2 separate regions of the Drosophila melanogaster genome follow, and region 1 is linked to region 2. The links are chromatin contacts, called in public HiChIP or PLAC-seq maps. All regions are on one chromosome and are shown on one strand. Each heading gives the region's core, a stretch centred on a gene start, on an enhancer-like site or on the middle of the called end of the contact. The rest is flanking DNA. Distances are from core to core; before and after follow the strand shown.

Region 1 (4,180 bases), core at 382-2,881, 100 kb after region 2:
GACCAAGTCCATTCAAACACCGAAACGTGGCCCTTAACCGGGGAATCAAGTCCGCATCGCAGGTGCTCGATGGGGAAATCCTTGAAGCGATACCGCAATGAAGCAGGCCGCCAAGAAGTGGCTATTCGGGTCATAATAGTCGAGGGCGCCGAGAAGGCTTTCCTAATCGAGTTTGCTGTTTGGCCGGAAATGTAGTGCCTATCTGAGTCTACCTTCTGCTAAGTACGCGGAATTCCTCCATTCCTCCCAGACAATATATACATTCAGACCTATCCTAGATATCAGTATATCTACATAATAGGGATAGACTGCAAACAGATCCAGCTACTTTGGTTCACATCTACTTAAATGAATCGATGATCTGTTGACTTTTTTTTTGTATTGGGACTGCACTTAAAAATATCTTTTTGAGAATCTTCAAAACGTAAGCTGGTGGTCGCCAAACTTATTATAAGATTATGGCAATGGGTAACACAATTGAAAAGAACAGTATTTGGAGCTGCAAACGAACTGTCCGGCCCACTGTGCGCGGCTGCTGGACGAATCAATTGAAACCGGACTACAATGAGGGGGAAGTGCATACAGTGTGGCAGAAACGGCCATCGGAAAACCAGTTTTTGCAGTCCGCCAGATGACCCACAATAGTGGCATCGCATCGTATGTCCCGCAAACAAATCTGTTTGTACATAAATACACAGCGATCCAAAACTCAAGTCAATATCACGGACACATCGATGGCCAAGACCGAGACCTTGTGCAATAAGATGTTCGTAGAATATTGCATATTGCACAGGCAACATAAATAACATGGTTGAGCCACAATTATCCGTAATTAAGATCAAGGGGGGGCTTACCGCTTCTTGTTGGACATCTTTCCGTAGGCAATTATCCAGAGGGCCGCCGTCATGCCCGCCACGCCGACGATGGCGCTCTGGTTGTTGGCCAATTTGCTTAGAGCCGGGGCCATTCTGCTATTGCGATGTGGCTACGGATCTCGTTTGGCTTCAAATTGGGCACCTTGTGAATTTTACAATTCGCAATTTCGCGTTCGCACTTCAGTGTTCGATTAACCGCACGTGGGGGGAGGGGGTTTGCACAAGGAAAAAATTAAAAAAAAAAAATTATAATAAATAGTAAGTATGAAAGGGGAACAGACACTATTGTTTATTGCACGGATTTCAATATTTTAATCGGCTGTTTGATGACGACACAACACACAGACATGCACACACACACAGATGGTGGATAGCAGGATGTAAACACCTGGTTGTCGAACAGCCCTGTCTTAGCTTCGTCCTCTCTCGCTCGCACCCTCTCTCTCTTTCAGGGCAACTGCTTCTTCTTCTTCCTGTACTACAACTGGTGGTGGTGATGGTGCTGCTGCTTCTTCCTCCGCTGCTAGTGGCGCTCCTTTTCTGGCCAAAGGGGGTGGGCAAAGTGATTGTCACACACGGCGGGCGCTTTTATTTATTCAATTTGAGCCAGGCGCATTTCTTTGTTTGGTAATTACACTCTACTCAGCTCGACCAAATCGAGAAATCTGACGAAGTGATACGTGCGACGCGCAAAAGCCAGCAGGCAACTAACTGTAGTGCGATGTGCGCTAGTGTTGGCTACCACGACAATGTGCGGGCAGCGGCGCTGCGGGGGCAGCTATTTCGCCGCCAAATCTGGCTATTTCTGAACGAAGAGCTATCGAACAAGTTATCACCGATAATTATGAATCGAAAATATCGTTCATCTAAATTTGAGGTATTAAATATTTTAAATTAGCCAAATTTAAATTTCCCCGCTTAAACTACCTAAACTATTGCTGAGCAATCATGTTATATAAGTAAATCATATAATGGCTTACTCTTACGAAAATTCCACTAATTTTTATATCTCTTATGTTAAGCATATTAAAATGTTAAATGAATAAAATGTTAATGTTTCGTTGATTGCAAAAAAAAATTAAGTTAAATATTAAAAAATATAACCAGAGCAGACAAATTTTAAGACCTTTAGTCCTTTAGGTATTATAGAAAGGAAATCTAAAAACTATATAAGTATCAGCCAAATCCCCTAATTTCGAACCAACTAAGCATTGTATTCCAACTCCGCTTTAGATCTTTCCACTCCCATCTTATCGAAGTGGAAAGCATTTGCCTTCCCCATTCTAATCTAATAAACGCCAGTCGGCAGATTAGAGATTGCGATATCTGCAGGGCCAGTGAGAAGGCATAATACGGGTCCTCAACATAATGTGTATATTCTAATGGAGTTCATAGCCAGCAAATCATTTAACAATGGACCTTCGATGTGTCGCTCTATTACAACATAACTCAATTTAATGTCACGCTGACGCAGGTTCCGACTGGTGGGCATGGCCTCTGGCCAGAAACAGGGCACAGTTTCGGGTTGGCGGCGGTACACCGCCGAGCAGGAGTCCCGTGTTCCGTGGTTGTAGTTGTGGGCCAGCCGAGCAAAATGTGGGACAAAGTCTGGTCAACATGGCAACCTGCAACGGGCGGGAGACGGGGCTTCTCGGCGCTGGTTAGCTGCGGCGCCTAGTCGCAGGAGCCGTCTAGCCAGCCGTCGCGCCACCTCTCGTTCACCTTGGTGCAATCGAAGAGCGGTTTGCCCAGTTTGTCGTTCACTCGGTTGTGGAACTTGCACAGCCACAGTGCTAGCTCCTTTTGGGAGTTCACATTGATGGGGTTGACGTCCAGGCTGCAACAGAGGTCCAGCTAAAGTGTCAGCGTTTTCAAATGGATTGAAGATGCACTTACTCGGTGCGAAAGTCCTTGGCGCAAAACTCGCAGGGGTAAAGGCGCGACAGAACCTCAAAAAAGGTCTTCATGTCGCGCTTCTCGGTGTCCGTGGGGTTGTCCGAGTAAAAGGCGGCCATGGTGTGGAGCAGTCCCCAGGTGGAAATTCCCAGCCTCACCTTGTCCAGCGGGCAGTCGTCGCGGGGCAGCGGATCTTCGGCGGCGTTGACGGTCAGCTTTTCGGCGGCGGCCATGTGCTTCACCTGGAGGAGTATGAAAGTGGGAGATTCTTGTGTTATCGTCCTGCTTGCGAAGGCGAAGTGGCCAACGCGATCACGTCACCTTGGCGCTCTGCACGTTGGAGATGAGGCGTTGCTGCTTGGACCACGACTTGAAATCGTTGCAGGTGCGGCAGTTCGAGTCCTGTTTGCCGGCGCCGCTGGCACCGGCCTTGCGGTTCGCTGCGAATGGGGACTCGTGGTGCTCCTTATCCATCTCGGGATTCGCCTCGGCAGACATGATGAAGTCCGGGTCACGGATCAGGCGGAGAACGGTGCGCTGCAGACGGCGAATTACCAGGCGAGTTGCTTCCCGGCTGAGTTCGATGTGCGTGGGGCTGATGTAGTCGTAGCCGTAGTTGTGGGACTGGCGGCGCAGCAGAAGCGTTGGTGTGGTGGGTAGTTCTAGAATCTTGAAACTTCGCTCGGCTATTGTGAAAATCATAAAAAGCATGCGCATGGTTGCCACCTTGTTTCGAAACGAAACACATAACATTAGGACATATCTGGCTAAGCGGCTTAGTTAAGCGGCTGCAATCAACGCAAGTTACTAAATACTGGCTTTTAGATTCATGGCCAACATCTGGCCAAGGACCAAAATCCGGTCAGCAAAGTAACATTTTCAAATTATACCGGCCAGCAATCGAAAATCGATGCGAAATCGTTCCCGAACGGGAAGCGATCTGGCAGCCTGCTCGCAGCTGTGATCGATACCAGACCGTTGCGAGTTGCGCGCGCAACCGCGACAATTCAAATAGCACAGCGTTCAGAAAATTACTAAGGTTTGTTTCTCAATCAATTCGAGACGCTCGAAAGAACTTACATGTGAATAGGATGGAAGCTGGCGTTTGTGAGTGCTGCAGCCCCAGATAAATTTTGCGCCTTGGAACTGTTTAAAATAGAATAACACATATGCTATTGGCAATATTTATTGATTTTTCTGATCCAAATTTTTAACGTACACAATAAAATTTTTTTTTAAGACTTTTCCGTAAACTTCTACATTTACAGCGTTAAAATCTGATCTGTGACATAATTTGCAAAAGCTCTGTGTGATCTAAAGGCACAATCTCGGTTATTGTGTTCAAATAATGTATTAATACAATAAATTCACTTAGTAACAACTACAACGTCTGGCACGTGAGTAAGACA
Region 2 (4,227 bases), core at 181-2,680:
CAGCAGAGCCATCAGCATGATCAGGGTCACGTCGTCCATGTTGCCGCCCGCGTCGTGGTTCTTTCGGTTGGCCAATTGGTGCATCAGCCGAATGGCAATGTGTCGCGGCAGGCCGCGTTGTGCCGACCAATTGAACAGGGCCATTGCCAATGCCTGTTGAATGTCCTCGTATAGGCCGAGCACCTGGTTCTGATGCTTCTTGGAGCCAAACGCGCGGTTTGTGGTCAGCATAGCGCACTGCGAACGTTGGACAACAAATGAATAACAATTTGCGAAGGAAGATATGCAATTTCAGAGAATTTCAGAAACAGGCGCATACAAACCCACCTCCTTGTCGACATCCATCTCCTCGAGCAGCTGCAGCAGGCGTCCCAGTATCCCAGAGCCGTCGACAAGGCTCTCGGCATAGTTAGTGACCAGACCGGTGATCTGCGTGCGTAGAACGATAATCAGGGTCAGTGAATCTCTCTTTCAGCGGCACTGCGATGCCTGCGATGTCGAAATCTCGAAACTTACCTCCTTGGGCAGTTCGGTGTTCCACGAGACGCCGCTAACCACCTGGAACATGTCGCGAAGCGTGCAGCTGATGGCCTTTCGTCCATCGTAGTAGAGCAGCACCGCGACAAGGCCTCTGGACAGGCCGGGATGATGCTTCTGCTGGCGCTGTGCGGTGCACAGCAGCTCCACGGCGAAACCCTCGTCCAGATCGAACATGTCGGACAGAATGACCGCCTCGTCGGCCAGGTCCTGTGACATCTTTGTCTTTCGCGAATGCCCCTGCATCGGGACGCCTTCGTTGAGGGCATTTCGTAGGAGATTGCGGCTCTTCTCGCTTCTCGGCTGCCGACATTTTCAATAATGGATTATCAATAATTAGTTAAATCTACGGATCTGCAAGCGCTTGTTTTGCTATACCCACCGGATTGCGCAGCAAGTTGCTGAAGTTGTGCTTGTACTTCTTGAGGCACTGCTCCAGATCCGAGGTGAAGCCACTGCGATTGGACACCGCGGTCTGAAAAGTGTTGTACAAATGCTTGTACGGCGTCCACATGTCCTCGATTACAGCTGTGGACGCATGGGTGGCATTAGTGATTTGGCGACCCACGCACATCTGCTCGTTGGCCAGGCACTCACCATCCATTTCACTTGGTTTTGCGGTTCGCTCAGTTCACGCAGTTCTTGCTGATTCGCAGTTATTGACTATAAAACGCGGCAAGATTGCTTCGCTTTGCGACAAGGCGCCGGTTACCAGGGCTGGGTGCTGCAAATACTGGAAAACACAGATGTTCACCACCGTACGAACTCACCACGCTCGTACGCGCTTCGGTGCTTGTGCCCGCTAACTGCGGTTGCTGCGCTGGCTAAACGGTTGATTCGAACCAAGTCAATCGGAAAATCGATGCTTATCGAACGATAATCGAGGCGCTGCATCGGTGCGTTGTCGCACCACTAACTAACACAACTTCAGTGCGGCGCGGGCGGGGCGTTTTCGTGAAAATCTACGCACGGACTTTTCGTAGTTACCCGATAGTAGCATCCATTTGTTTTGTTCCGATTCGCGTTTTTTTTTTTTTCTGTTCTCCGCCACTTGATTTGGCCAGCGAACGCACTGCCCAAGTGGTGTCCTGTTCGCATTGTGAGTGAATCACCGATGGCCGCGGGCAGGCTGAACTGCACCATAGTGGGATGCTGGTTCTGGCTGTCGATGCAAGTGGATGTGGAAGTGGATGTAGAAGTGTAAATGCAAATGCAATCGGCGCAGTTCGGCTGCAATAAATGCCAAAAGGGATACTAACTGCCAAAGCCAGTGCAATTGGAAGGAAAATTCAAATTTCATTGGGAATTATTCGAATTGGAATTGAATTTGTAACTGGAGTTGGAGTTCAGAGTACTTGGTACTGGGTGTGCGAGAGCGACAGAGAGGAAGAGAGGCAGTGCAAGTGTGTGGGGGTAGCAGTCACACAGGCACACACGAACATACTCACAACTCCAGTGCATAAAACTCCAAACTGCGTTCGCCTCTCTCTTTTCGTTTCGCTTGCTCTCTCCCCTACGTTCGCCCACGCAACGCCTGGCGAGCGAGAGAGAGAGCGGTATAGAAGAGCAAGGGAGCCAGAGCGAGAGAGCAAGGAAGTGGTTTTTCCACCGAAAATATGGACAAAGGCAAACTGCAGAGTTAGCTGAAAATAAAAAAAAATAAAAAAAAGGAACAAGACACAAACAGTGACTGAAATAGCGGTTAACAGCGCTCCCTTACGGCGAATCGTTGAAATTCAAGACGGAGAGCTATCGCATTTCTTCAATTATGTCTGTTTCGCTTTTCATTCCGCTGCAGTAAGCGATCGCGCGAAGGAGCAGCAATACAGAGAGCGAGATTTGGAGAGAGAGAGAGAGAGATAGAGAGTGCGCTCCCAATTGACGACTCCACTCCACTCCCACACACACTTAACCCCGCCCCCTCGCACCCGTAATTACTATGGATTGTGGTGGTATTGCGGCACATCAGCAACAACAACTACAACAGCAACAACTGCACTTACTCCAGCAACAGCTACAACAACAACACCACCAGCAGCAGCGGCAACAACAACAGCACAGCCTCGAGGAAGCAGCAACAATAACAAATGTAAGTATCTCCCAAGTTTCTCCAAATGTGTGTGTGCGTTTGTGTTGCTCGACCATTTCCTCTGTACTTCATAATTCGCTCCCACACACAAAAAAAAAAGAAGTCATAGGACAGAGTACACAGGAAGAAACTGAACTATACCTTTAAAGTACAGCTTCTTCAAATTATAGTAAGAACGGTGCAAATGGTAGACTCACATATGGTTGGTAATTGTATTAACTATAATTCTCTATTAGTGTTTTTTTTTTCGAGTGTATTCAGTATACTTTACTCCTTGGCTATGAAAATAACCTAGTTATGCAGTGCTAGGTGATCAAAAGACTTCAAATTCGGTACTCCAAAGTTGAGACTGCCCAACTAGTATCATGGATATAGTTTCCTATAGTTTGATAATATAGAAACTTAAAACTTTACCACTCCCCCCATTCGATGGGTCAAAGGAGAATTAATAAAAGCAAACGCAGAGAGCGGAATGATTAATCTTTGGACCAGCTGCTGGGGCAAAAACGACCACAAAAAGTGCTCAATGCTTTCAAGTCCAACAGAATGCCGACCCATTAATTGGTGTACTAACTTTTTCGCTCTCTCTTGCGCCTCTTTCTCCGTTCTTGCCCCATTACTTTCACCGTGCATAAACGCTGAAAAGAGTTCCCGATCGTTGTGGTTCTGTTTTTCGTTTTTCGCCTCTGAGGTTCTCGATTTGTTTATGCGCGGGCGGCGGAAGAAAACCCGATTCCACACGAAAAAAGTCAAAGGCGATGTGCGATACCATGCGGCAACAGCAACAAACGCGATGTTGTTGCTGCCCCTTTGTTTTGCCGCAACAGCGGGCGTCGCCCCGCTCCCCTAAGCCACTTCACTTCCCAGCAGTTTGTGGCACAACCCCAACCAGGAAGGTCGATTAGTTTCTGGATCAGAATGGTAACAAACAGTTAAAACAAAGGCTCCATTTGGACGAGATAATAATCAGATCCAACAAAAACATTTTGTTTATAAGTGAACTATATATTTAAACAATGTTTGAACATCGCTTGGCTGGTCTCAATAGATGTAATTTCAGTTGAAGTATATCTTACATATATTAGAGATACATTTGGTACAAAGGAAATTAACCTTTAAAATTGTTATTTTTAAAAATGGTTTAACAATTGGAATTCCCTTAAGTCCAAATGTTTAAAATAATAGTTATCCACAGTCCTCCAGTTTTATATATATATATATACTTTATATCTTTGCAAGTAAGCCCTGTTTGTTGTCAGTCGCGGTTTTGTTCACTGCACACAAACATTTTGTATCTATGTAAATAAATACATACATACACATACATATAGTTTAGAGTGAACTGTCAGGATGCCAGGACGTGACTGCGTGCAGCTCAAGGACGAGGACATGGGAATTGGCCTCCCGGTGCGTGTCAAATTTGCCTAATTGCGCGCAGAGGTCAGCAAATTCTGAAAAACTGCGCTGCCCATTTGACCATTTCTACTTGGCCAGCACGCACATTTTTCATTTCCCAAAAGCAAATATTACACCTCAGCATAAAAGGTTGAGTAAGCAGTTTGCTTGACAGCAGGACAATCTGTTAGTTGGCATTTTTGGAT

Evidence for each region. HiChIP or PLAC-seq counts read pairs in DNA pulled down with a chosen protein or histone mark.
Region 1: a contact with region 2 is called in a POLR2A S2P HiChIP or PLAC-seq map of the Kc167 cell line, with 4 times the contacts expected there. The contact joins the promoter of Abcd3 here to the promoter of pico in region 2. A contact is called at or near these places in 16 of 107 Hi-C or Micro-C datasets (the D17-c3 cell line, the Kc167 cell line, the OSC cell line and 5 more) and 3 of 6 datasets of contacts at active chromatin or transcription factors (all in the Kc167 cell line).

What each region holds. Positions count from the first base shown.
Region 1 is chrX:19,748,221-19,752,400 of dm6, reverse strand. It overlaps Abcd3 (ATP binding cassette subfamily D member 3), which reads right to left and starts at 1,631. Exons shown (of 9, transcript NM_134510.2): 1 at 1,264-1,631; 2 at 855-1,053. The coding sequence starts at 967. Alr (Augmenter of liver regeneration) reads right to left here and starts at 4,087. Exons shown (of 4, transcript NM_001272802.2): 1 at 3,852-4,087; 2 at 3,093-3,497; 3 at 2,772-3,013; 4 at 2,234-2,712. The coding sequence starts at 3,488. The coding sequence ends at 2,550. parvin (parvin,) reads right to left here. Exons shown (of 4, transcript NM_001298535.1): 4 at 3,943-4,180.
Region 2 is chrX:19,849,262-19,853,488 of dm6, reverse strand. pico (pico,) reads left to right here and starts at 1,430. Exons shown (of 4, transcript NM_134519.3): 1 at 1,430-2,626. The coding sequence starts at 2,477. It overlaps Nup205 (Nucleoporin 205kD), which reads right to left and starts at 1,275. Exons shown (of 10, transcript NM_167687.3): 1 at 920-1,275; 2 at 517-840; 3 at 328-429; 4 at 1-237. The coding sequence starts at 1,141.